Regions from separate parts of the Oryctolagus cuniculus genome. Here region 2 is linked to region 1. A link is a contact called in public Micro-C data. All regions are on one chromosome and are shown on one strand. Each heading gives the region's core, a stretch centred on a gene start, on an enhancer-like site or on the middle of the called end of the contact. The rest is flanking DNA. Distances are from core to core; before and after follow the strand shown.

What was found. A called contact is a pair of places that touch in the nucleus more often than the background predicts.
Region 2: a contact with region 1 is called in a Micro-C map of ear pinna, with 2.4 times the contacts expected there. The contact joins the promoter of CSNK1A1 here to the promoter of PCYOX1L in region 1. A contact is called at or near these places in 4 of 6 Hi-C or Micro-C datasets (ear pinna, embryonic fibroblasts, psoas muscle and 1 more).

Annotation. Positions count from the first base shown.
Region 1 is chr6:36,729,805-36,735,753 of mOryCun1.1, reverse strand. PCYOX1L (prenylcysteine oxidase 1 like) reads right to left here and starts at 2,866. Exons shown (of 6, transcript XM_002710300.5): 1 at 2,677-2,866. The coding sequence starts at 2,764. GRPEL2 (GrpE like 2, mitochondrial) reads right to left here. Exons shown (of 4, transcript XM_002710299.5): 4 at 5,214-5,949.
Region 2 is chr6:36,878,154-36,883,874 of mOryCun1.1, reverse strand. CSNK1A1 (casein kinase 1 alpha 1) reads left to right here and starts at 3,330. Exons shown (of 10, transcript NM_001082373.1): 1 at 3,330-3,835; 2 at 4,509-4,615. The coding sequence starts at 3,713.

The sequences.
Region 1 (5,949 bases), core at 1,617-4,116:
TAACCCTATCCAACAAGAAAGTGAGATAAATCTGGTGCCACCTGTCCTCCTGGACCCAAACTGCACCCTCAGACCAACAGCTCTGTGAAGAAGCATCAGGCAAATCCTGAAGACTCCACATGGTCCTTGATGATCCGGCTTCCCCTCCACCTTCTGGCCTTGTGGAGCACATGCCCGTGTTCCCTCTCCTGTGGGGCCACCGCGGGGCTGCTGGGTCGGACACACTATTGCTGTGCCTCGCTGACTTCACCCTGTAGGTCACTTTCAGCTTGGCTTGAGTGACCCACCTGAGATGAGTCAGGCGTCCCTCCTGCCTGTTCCCATAAGCATATCCTTGCTTACCTGCGGCCGAGCCCTTGCCACAGTGTATTAAAGTGGCTTGTCTCAGGACAGAGAGAGAGCAAGGCCATTTGGTCCCCAGGTCCCAGCAAGTACCAGAGTACACGAAGTATGTGTTGAATCCTGGACAGATAAACCACTTCCTCTTCCTCAAGATTTACAAAGTTACTTCCCAAAGTGCCCTTAACCTTTTTCTGAAAACCTCTGCAGTCTCCTGGCTTTCATTTGCGGAGTCCCCCATGACCCGTTTTCCAAGAGAAGCAAAAGGCCAAGAAGCTGACCAAGGGCTACAGGGAAGCAGAAGACATCACTTCACTGCCAAACAGCTCATGCAACACAGCCGCCGACCATTCTTGGTGTATGAGAAGATGGCCTGGGCACACAGATGAATCAGACAGGCCTCTGTGGACAGAGCGACACACGCACCTGCGGCAAAACACAGCAGGATTCCAGGGGGTCCCAAGGCAAAAAGCAGTGAGTTCTGCCTCACGCAGGGTGGGAACACAGGCGTCACAGGACCCTGGCAGGCTAGGGGCTTTCCAGCCCGAGGCAATGTCTACTTGGCAGGGAGAAGAGCAAGGGTAGGGCAGTGATGTGGTGGGCCTAAAAGATCCACGTTTGATCCGAGAATCTGGCCATCCTAGCAGGAAGCCCCTTGTTCTCGTGGTGGGTAGAGTCCAAACCACCGAGGGCTGCACAGGTTTCTGTCCGAGTGCACAGTGAGGAGAGCTGAAGGGCAATGTGGCCGTGCTCTGGAAGGACTGGGGTGAGGCAGGCCAGCAAGCTCCACATGGCCAGAACAGATCTGCTGGGAGGCCCCGCCCTTCCCTACTCACCAGTGGGAAACGCCTGACCCTTCCCTCTCCTTCAGAGCCAGCTCAAACCCTTCCCCTCCAGCCCTTGAGATTCTTCTTCCTCCAGCCCCCCCAGACCCAAGCCGATTTCTGGCTTGCTTTAGTCTGTCTTGACCCTTGATGGCTTGGGCTGTGGTTTTCAAATCCAAGAAGCTTTTGGCACAGCTCTGGCATTCCTGCAAGATGGGCCAAAGCACTTCCACTAACTGGGATGCAGGAGGGCAGCCTAATGGGGCAGAGACTCTGTGTCCTTCCACACATTCCTGCCTGTGAGAATTCTATATGCAAGGGACCTGAAAATCCTGATGAGTCACAGAGAGTTAAGATGATCATAATTGTTAAGAAGGGTGGGGGGGAAAGGAGGGTGGTGGTCATTTGGCACAATGGCTTAAGTTGCCGCTGAAGTCGCCTGGTTTGCATCCCAGCTACTTGACTTCCCATTCATCTTCCTGCTAATGTCAACCCTGGGAGGTAGCAAATGGGACCCAGGCACTTGGGTGGTCCCTGCCGCCCATGTGGGCGACCCAGATGGAGTTCTGAGTCCCCTTCTCCCACCTGGCCCAGGCCTGGCTCTTGTGTTTCTCGGGGAGTGAACCAATGGAAGGTCTTGCTCTGTCTTTCAAATACAATGGTAAGTAAATAAACAAAAGCAAGTGTAAACAAAGATGAAACCCTGTCAATGATTGGCATGATGGATTCCATGAAGCATCCTGGTTTGTCTGGTTTATTTTTAAATGCATCAAAACGGACGACGATGCCAGGGATGGGCAGCAGGACATGTGGTGGGGACAGGACAAAGTAGGGAGAGTAGGGGTGAATGGCAGTCTAGAAGGTGGGTGCACAAATGATCACTGTAACATTCTCCCAGCTTTTCTGTACCTTAGAAAACGTTCAAAATCAAACATTGAAAAGCCACACAAGTAATACAAGTCATTCAGCAAGTCTGTCTGCAGCTGACCCACTGGTCTTTCTCCTTGAAGGCGTCCTATGTTCCCAGGGGTTCTGGCTTAGATGTGACTCCCAGGAAGCCCTGCCCCAGAGGCTGCCTGCATGCAGACTGCCTGGGACCGGGAGGTGGCTGCTCCACGCCTATCCCATACACGGCCCTCCACACACCTCTATGAACGCCAAGCCCAGCCCTGTCTGCCGTCATGAGGGCGCCCTGCAAGGAGCCAGGTCCACAGGCAGATGCTCGGTGACACTGGACCTTCTGGAGAGATCGGAGACCAGTCCCGCGCAGTGCTTTTTCCATCTCAGGTGGCCCACTCCACACGCCCATGCCACCCTCCGCATCGGCTCCTTACCTGTGCGGGCCCGGCCCTCGCCCAGTCCCCAGTCCCGCGCCTCGCCCTCGCCCCCGCCCCATTCCTCTCCCGAGCACCGCTCACTCGCCCAGCAGCTCTTCTCTGCCCCCAGCCAGCGGAGTCCCTTTTCCCGCCCAGCCCTCAGGGCTCAGGCCCCCACCCCTCGCGTCCTTCCGCACCGATTTTGCCGGGCGGGGCGTCTCCGCCTGCAGCGGTCGCGGCGAGCAGCGCGGCCAGCGCGGAGAGGAGCGGCCCAGCTTGGGCCATGGCGGGTGGCGTCCGGGACAGCGCGCGGGGGCTCGGCCGCTTGCGGGTTGGCGCTCGGCTCACCGCCCGCCCAGGCGCCCCACTGGCCGTTCCGCCTTCCAGCCTCTCTGGTCCCAGGCTTTTATTGGCTCAACGGCCGTCCTTCTCCAGGACGAGGCCCTCATTAGCTACATCTCTCTCGGGGCAGGCTCTCTCATTGGCAGCTTCCCCGGCCCGCCTCCTGAATACGGCTTCCTCATTGGCGGGCCGATCCTTGCTCGGGCGCAGGTGTGCGCGCCTCGGCGGCGCCTCAGCATCAGGACCAGGGCCCCAATGCAGTTAATGGTTGCATGGGAAGGAACAGAAGGCCAACTTCGGAGAGTTAGGAGCTCTGTAATATGCCTTCTCCGGGTTTCTCCGCTTCCGTTTTCGTAAAACAGGCAGAACAATGCCTGCTGAGCTTCCGAGTGGTTGTGACGGTCACGTGAGATAGGGGATGGGAGGCCGTTTTGCAGCGTCTGCACAAACTGGAAATTGCTGACCAAGCTTGCGGTCAGGGCGGCTACACGGCTGCCCTCTGCGTGTGCTGAAGCGAGCCCGCACGGTCTGGATACTGCTGCTATTTATATAGTTTACGTATCTGCCTTCCACTTCTTAAAAAACAAAAGGAGGAGGTCCCACCTGCTCTCTTGTCAGAAAGGAGAAAAGGCAAGGAGATAGGAGTTTCCATTTTCATTCTCTGAGAACAAGGGCAGCTCTGGTCTGTTTTACAACGCTGTACAACCCAGATTTCCTCTGGCAGAGGAACAGGTAGGGGCGAGTTTCAGGATAAATAAAGGAAGTCTTATTTATTCAATGAGATATGGATAAGAGAAGAAACGGAAGGGAAGGGTTTATAGCTGGGGCTCTAAGTTAGCTCTGTGAGTCTTCATAGGGCCAACATGGATGACTGCTAGAAAGGCGATAGATGACTAAGCTTCACAATCTTCAAAAAATATTTTGGGCAATATTTGTGTCAGGATGAAAAATCTTTTCAGTTCATTAGCAAAGACTCAATATTCCCCTATTGTCCTTTGTCAATGACTGTTCACTGATCACTTAATACCAAGGTCTCTTGTGTGTGACGTAATCTGATTCTTGTCATTTTCTGGTGGGACAGATCATATTTAAGATTCCTCTTTTTAAACTCTTGAATCTAGACTTGTTTTTTTCTTCTGTTAGGAAGTCCTTCCAACCCTAGCAGCCCAGAGACCATGTGTAAGCTCTCAAGGTTGTAAGGCAGATTCAAAAGAGCCCGTAAGTGGTGAGGCACACTTACGGTGGCACAGAGGTGCAAAGCAACTGGCAAGACTGGGAATGAGGTTGGGACACTGTATCAATTGTCTGTTGCTGTGTCACAAGCCATCTGACATAGGGCCTTTAAGTAACAATCTATTTATTTAGGCCATAGGCCCGGGTGCAATGAGATCAGCTCATGTGTTCCCTGTAGTTCATTTGGAACTGCTCCACTGAGGGTGGGAGAATCCTTTCAAGATGCCTCACTGGCAGGCAGAGGGTGCTGACCCAGCTGAAACCTCAAACCAGGGCTCTCAGCTCTATGACAGGCCACTTCAGCTTGCTCTTGAGGTGATGGTTAGGGCTCAAGACAGGAAGTGGGCCTGCCAGTTTTAACAGTTCTGAGTCCAGAAACTGTAGTGTCACTTCCACTGTATCCTATTAGACAAGAAATGCAAAAAAGCTCCAAGGACAGGCAAGAAAAACGGACATATGTCCTAACCCCCTATTTAAGTGTCAAGGAATTCTGAAACAGTTTTAAAATCTCTGCAAAGCATCAGACATGGACATTTGAATGGACAGGAATAAGAATATACTAACAAACATCAGGAATACGTGAAACAATGGATTATGGAGCCAGGTTGTGTAGACAAGACTTGAGCAATGATGAAAACGCAAGGCCAAATCTCAGAAAAGGCCAGCTCCAAAGGGCAATTCGGCCAGGAGGCTGAGTATAGGGAAGCCATCTGAGAAGCAGAGGTAAAAACAAAGCCCATCAAAACTTGGGAAGGACATGTGGAAGCTGAAGGTCAGATCAGGGCCACATTCAACAACATGGTTAGGAGATGGTCAAGAGCAGAACAGTGCAAGTATAGTAGTCAACACAGATAAAACAACTAGAATGAAAAGGCAAACACGAGAAAATAAGGCAATGCCAGAGAGGAAGGCAGAAACAAGACTCCAGATCTAAGAAATGCATAGGAATCAGAGAGAGAGAGAGAGGAGTCCAGGAGGTAGAAAAACAGCCAAGACTTCAATACTGAGGCAGAATATGGGACGCCTATACTGCAGCCACTTTGCTGCGCTGCTGTGAGATCTCAGGGTGCCTCCCCGAGCATCCACAGCATTCAGTGAGTGACCATAACATACCAATAATCAACATGAATGAGGAAGACAAAAGACTCAACACCCAGACTGCAGTTATTCCAATTTCAGTTTTATTAAAGTTGTTTCTGGATATTACATTTCATCCTTACATCACCAAATAACTTGTATCAACTTCAAACTGACTGATTCCTTTATGGCAATAAGGAAAGTCAGTAAAAGGTCTGTAGAATCCAAGTACTAAAACACCAACATCCCTCCTAGGTGAGCCACAGCTTCCTTATATACCACCTGCTAGACACTGTCTTCTTGTTTTGTCACCTCAAAATAATTAAGAGCACTAACACAATTTTCTTGTTCAATCTAAAAATGTATGTTCCTTGTGGTGGTTAATTAAAAACAAAACAACCATCCAACCAACCAGAAACCGGAAGGAAAAAAATTCACTGTGAATGATTAGCTTATATGTTTTTTAATAATCATCATTTAACTAGTCTTCCCCTTTCCTTAGACTTTAGGCAGCTACAAAAACACAGTACAATGTACATAACAAAAAAAGGATAAAAATAAATATGAGGGCCTACTGTAGTAGGCAAATGACATATTTCACTTAACCCTCACAGTATCATGAGAGAATTAAAAGCACTCTACAAATAAGGAAACAGGCTCAGAAGACTGAATGACTGGTGCCAGTCACACAGGTAAGTGAGCTGGGATCAGGTTCAAGTGTATGCTGACCACGCCTATGCTCTACTATGCTGCTCTGGCTCCCCCACAGCCCTTCCAGTTGACATTCTGTTGTAGCTTCACCCTCCAATTCTAAACTT
Region 2 (5,721 bases), core at 2,081-4,580, 150 kb before region 1:
TGGGACTGGCCTTGTGGCAAAGCAGGTTAAGCTGGCACCTGCAACATCACTGGCATCCCATATGGGAGTGCTGGTTCATGTCCTGGCTATTCCATTTCCAATCTCTGCTAATGTGCTGGGGAAGGCAGGAGATGATGACTCAAGTGCTTAGGTCCCTGCCATCCACGTGGAAGAACCAGATGGCATTTTGGGCTCCTGGTTTTGGCCTAGCCCAGCCCTGGCTGTTGTGGGTATCCGGAGAGTGAACCAGCGGATGGAAGAGCTCTGTCGCTCTCTCTGAGTCTTTCTCTGCCTTTTACTCTTTAAATCTTTTTAAAAAAATTATAAGTAATCAATCTTTAAAAAAAAAAAAACTCAGGGATAAGTGTTTGGCATGGAGGTTAAGAAGCCACTTGGGATGCCTATATCCCATAATCAGAGTGCCCAGGTTTGAGTCTGGGCCCTGCTTCTGATCCTAGCTTCCCATTGATGCATACTAGGAAGGCAGCAGGTAATAGTTCATGTATTTGGGGCCATTTTCCACTGCCTTCCCAGTCTCCTTAGCTGGGACTTGAACTAGCACATGTTCTAGCTGCACCATAACACTACCCCTATACAAGGGTATTCTACTGGGAATTACTAGTCTGCTCCATGTGCATCCTCTGTCCTCTGTCCCCCAACTGCAAATTGAGCATTTGTATTACTATACCAAAAAAAAAAAAAAAAAAAAAAAAGTAAGAAAAAAAGTTCATACCCCACCCCCTAATGGGGAACTACTGAATGTGAAGAGCCCATTAAATGTTGGATGGCTATGACAGAAAATCAGCAGAATAGTAATTATCCTTGGAACCTTTAAGATAATTAAACTTTGCTTTAAAGCAATTTTTTAGGGCAGAATCTAACAGTACAAGATTTTAAGTGGGCAACAGCATGCTTCAGGTTCACCAAAAGAGCATTACTAATGCCGCTGATTTGAAGTCAGGCACTCTGGGTTTTGGTCCTGCCTTAAAACTGCATACTAGGGGGCTGGCGCTGTGGTGCGACTGCTCCACTTCTGACCCAGCTCTCTGCCATGGCCTGGGAAGGCAGAAGGTGGCTCAAGTCCTTGGGCCACTGCTTTTGGCACAGAGTTTCAAATGCTGCTGCTTGAGATCCCTCTATCCCATACTGGATGGCCTGAATTCAACTCCCCATTCATTAAAAAAAAAAAAAAAAAAAAAGATTTGTTTTAGGGGCTGGCACTGTGGTGTAGTGGGTAAAGCCACTGCCTGCAGTGCCGGCATCCCATATGGGCACCGGTTCAAGTCTTGGCTGCTCCACTTCAGATACAGCTCTGTGCCATGGCCTGGGAAAGCAGTACAAGATGGCCCAAGTCCTCGTGCCCCTGCACCCACATGGGAAGACCCAGAGGAAGCTCCTGGCTCTCAGCTTTGGATCGGCACATCTCCGGATATTGTGGCCAATTGAGGAGTGAACCAGCGGATGGAAGACCTCTCTGTCCCTCTGCCTATCCTTCTCTTCCTCTCTGTAACTCTGGCTTCCAAATAAATAAATAAGTAAATCTCTTAAAAAATATTTTTTTAAATTTATTTGCAGGCAGAGTTACACACAGAGAGAGGAAGAGACAGAGAAAGGATTTTCCATCCACTGGTTTACTCTCCAGATGGTGGCAATGGCTAGGGATGCGCCAGACCAAAGTCAGGAGCCAGGAGCTTCTTCTGGGTCTCCCATGTGGGCGCAGGGCCCAGGCACTTGGGCTGTCTTCAGCTGCTTTCCCAGGTACATTAGCAGGGAGCTAGATCACAAGTGGAGCAACCAGGACTCAAACCCTGGGCCCCCTATACTATGTCATGTTGGCATTGCACTCCAAAGCTTTACCCTCTACATCCCAACGCCATCCCCAACCCTAATGCCCGCCCTGCCCCTGCCCAGATTCACTTCTGATCCACCTTCCTGCTAGTGTGCATCCTGGGGGGCAGCAGGTGACAGCTCAAGTACTTTGGTACCTACCACTCATGTGGGACTACCTGCTCCTGGTTTCAGTCTGATCCAGCCCTGGCTGTTGCTTGCATTTAGGGAGTGAACCAACAGGATGGAAAATCTTGATATCTGTTATTCTCCTTTCAAATAAGTTATAAATAAATAAACTTTTATATAAAAATAAAAAGTACACTTTTAGAACTCAGGGGTTTCAGTCAGATAATAGCATCAGCCATGGGCTCTCTTGTGAGCATTATCACACTCAACCTTCCCAGATCAAATTTCTTAAATCCCAAAGAGGTCAAGACCTGCCTCTGATGAATTTCTAGTTAAAAAATAAAAATAAAAACCATCTAAGACTGCAACCGTTGTCAATCTTAACTTGTAAGTTATTTCTACCCTTTTTATTTGGGGTCAGTCCAAGCCTTCAACATGACAGACTGGCTCCTTCGTTTTTTTTTTTTCCTTTTGGTGAAAGGCAACAATACCAACTTGTACTATGTGCAGTGTTTTACGCTGTTGCAAGCTTTATTTCTGTTGATTTTATTTATCACTAATACTCAGCATGAAGCAGGTATTGGGTCTTACTCTTGAAAATTAAGTGTCCGTGGGGAAACACGAAAAAAACGGCGGGGAAAGTAATTTCTACTTCTCCCTTCCCCCTCCTGTACAGAGAGGGTCTAACACTCCGCTGAGCGAATTCCAATTAGTAGGAGGATCTGGCCCGGCTCTGCTAAACCAGGAGCCTTGACCAAGTCTCCCAAACGCAGCCCTCCTGGAGTGCCTTCCTCTTCCCCTCCACCAGAGGCGACAGCCTCTTTCCCAACACAAACTGGGCTGGAAAAGGCCGGTCCCGGGGAGTAGTCTGAAGAAAAGATGAAAGGTTAACAGCCCCCTCAAACAAAGAGCAAAAGTCAGTGCTCAGCCCCAAAGGAGGCCTGAACCGTCCATCTGCCACGAAAATCGAAGGCGACGCCTCCCATGGTCTCAAGCCCCGGGCCGCGTTGCCTCACCGACACCGGGCAGTCTCGGAAGTACCTAAACCGCAACAAGAGCGGACTTGCCGACGGCCGGAAGTGGAAGTGAGCCCGAGGGCGGGGGGGGGCGGGGAGAGGGCAGGCCATGACACGCCTGCGCAGTCGGCAGGCGTCGCAGCGCTCATGCGCAGCTGGGAGGGGACGGAGTGACGCTCGCAGCGTGGGCCTAGACTCTCACGGATCCGGTTCCGCCCTCTCTCTCGCTGCCGACCCTTTGGGGCTAGCGCCTGAGATCCCTTTCCCAGAGTGCTCTGCGCTGTGAAGAAGCGGCTCCCGGGGACTGGGGGCATTTTGTGTTGGCTGAAGCCGGAGTAACAAGATGGCGGCGTCGGCGGAGTGACAGGGGTCCCTTCGGCCCGGAGCCGGCGGCACTGGTCGCAGCGGTATCGCCAGCCTAATTTCACCGCGCCTCTTTTCCAGCCAGCGACGTCGCCGCGAAAGCGAGGCAGCGGCAGCCGCCCAGAAACAAGTGGCCCAGCCTCGTAACCGCGAGAACTGCCTCACAATCGGCGGCCTGGCAGAAAGAAACCTGACTGAGCGGCGGTGATCGGGTCCCCGTTGGCCGATTCTGGGCCCTATAACGCCGGGAAAAGCCTCCGTTTCCGCTTCCTGCCGCCCTCCTCCGCAGCCTTGCCCCGTGGACGAGCCTCCGAGGCCTCCGTCGTCCCCTCTGAGGTGTCGGGGCTTTGCCCCAGCCTCCATCTTCGTTTCTCAGGATGGCGAGCAGCAGCGGCTCCAAGGCCGAATTCATTGTCGGAGGGAAATACAAACTGGTACGGAAGATCGGGTCTGGCTCCTTCGGGGACATTTATCTGGCCATCAACATCACCAACGGCGAGGTAATCTCTCGGGGTGGGGTTCGCGGTAGCGCTGCGCCTTGGCTCGCCCCCTCCTCAACCCCAAAAGTGCCCGGCCTCTTCCCCCACTCGCTCGCCCGCCCGCACGCACGCACTGGGGAGTCCGGAGGGAGCCAGTTTTCCTGGCTTAGGAGCCTCCCCCGCTCTCTTGCCCTAAAAGGAAAAGAACCCGATGGAAACGTTGAGTGAACCATTAAGTTTCCCAGCTTGTTAAAAATGTCCCCGGGTCGAACTTTTTTTTTTTTCTTTTTTCCGGAAACCATCATTTAAGATGGGAACGACAGAATCCTAGTCTTGTGGTCCCCATGTTTTTCTAAATACTTTTCATATTCTACAGGGTTCTTGGGCCCCTTAGGGCCGCTTCCTGTCTCCTGGTTCCTCCCGAATCTTTGCTCATGTCCCGAGGTTGCTTCTTTTTCTTGCCTGTGTCATTTTCCTGCACTTTAGAAGATGTGCGGGTTTCGTCACTACCCCCTGAAGAGGCCTTTGAGGCCGGTCGCCTCCCTTTGTAATTGCAGAGAGAGCTTTCTCTTGCCAGCCTTTCACTTCCTCCTCGTCGTCGCGACTTGGAGCCTTGCTAATGCCCCCTCTCCTTTCCCAAGTGACATTGACTTCACGGGGATGTTGATGCCATCGTCCCGTCTTTCCCCTGCAGGAAGTGGCAGTGAAGCTAGAGTCGCAGAAGGCCAGGCATCCCCAGTTGCTGTACGAGAGCAAACTCTATAAGATTCTTCAAGGTGGGGTTGGCATCCCCCACATACGGTAAGAACCCTTTAGCACCTCGGCGATCCGCTGAGGGAAGTCGGAAGAGGGAAGTGGGAAGAGGCAGGTAAAGGGACTAGGAAATCCGGGTCTTGGTGTTCGAGTACCTGGGGTCCCTATAGCCGGTGGTTTCCTGTGACCCGTGTCACCTCAATCACAGTAAATTTTAGTTTGCCAGCTTAGTTTAAAATGCCAGTTGCTTGCCCTCAGCTCGGTTTAGCGTCCGTCGTTCCCCCTCTGTGGGGCCTTCTGGTGTGCAGCGAGGTATGCGGTCGCCTTTGATCCCTCCGCTGAAGGGTTGGCGGCTGCTCGCGTTACGGCGGCACCTCTGATGTCCTTAGGTTTGGCCAGCGGAGTGTATTTGAAGGTGCTGAAGTGACCCAGCTCGGCCAGTTCGGGTTGCTATTGGAGCTGGCTTGGGAAATGGCTGCTCTTTTGTTGTGTTTTTGTTCCAACATGTCTTCCTCCTCCGCTTAGAAAATGGCGGAACGACATGACTCAACCCCATATTCCTGCCCTTTTCTCAGCTTGAGTTCACAAGTCATGCTTCTTTGATTCCCCTTTAGCAGCCCTGAGTGGATTAACCCCTTGAAAAGCCAAGAATAAAGCTACAGGAGGCGATGGGGTTCAAGGAATGAGATGGCATAATGACGGTGTGTGTGCTATCTGCAGCAGATGCGGCACCAAATTGTTAAAATTACACTTTGTAAAATCTTTTGTATTTCTCTTAAAGGTGCCAGTTATTGTTTCCTTCCTTGAATGTTAATCTTTGGTACATTTTAGTCTGTATTAAATTTTTATGGGTAATAGCAAAGGCAATTTGAGCTGCACCAACTATGTTGAAGTTTGCTCCACTCTAATCAGTTGTATTAAGGAAGCTTAATCACTAATCACTTAACCACGGTTTGATAAGTAATTTTGACCTGTTGAGTAGTTTTGTCAGTAAAACTTCACATCAGGGGAATCATGGACTTCCGCAGGATGGCTTATGTGAATACAAATAGAAATGGTAATCAGAATAAATGATGACCAGATGAAAATGACATTGTATTCTCTTTAATGATTAACATAACAAACTATAGTTTAATCCCAATCGGTTTATTAGT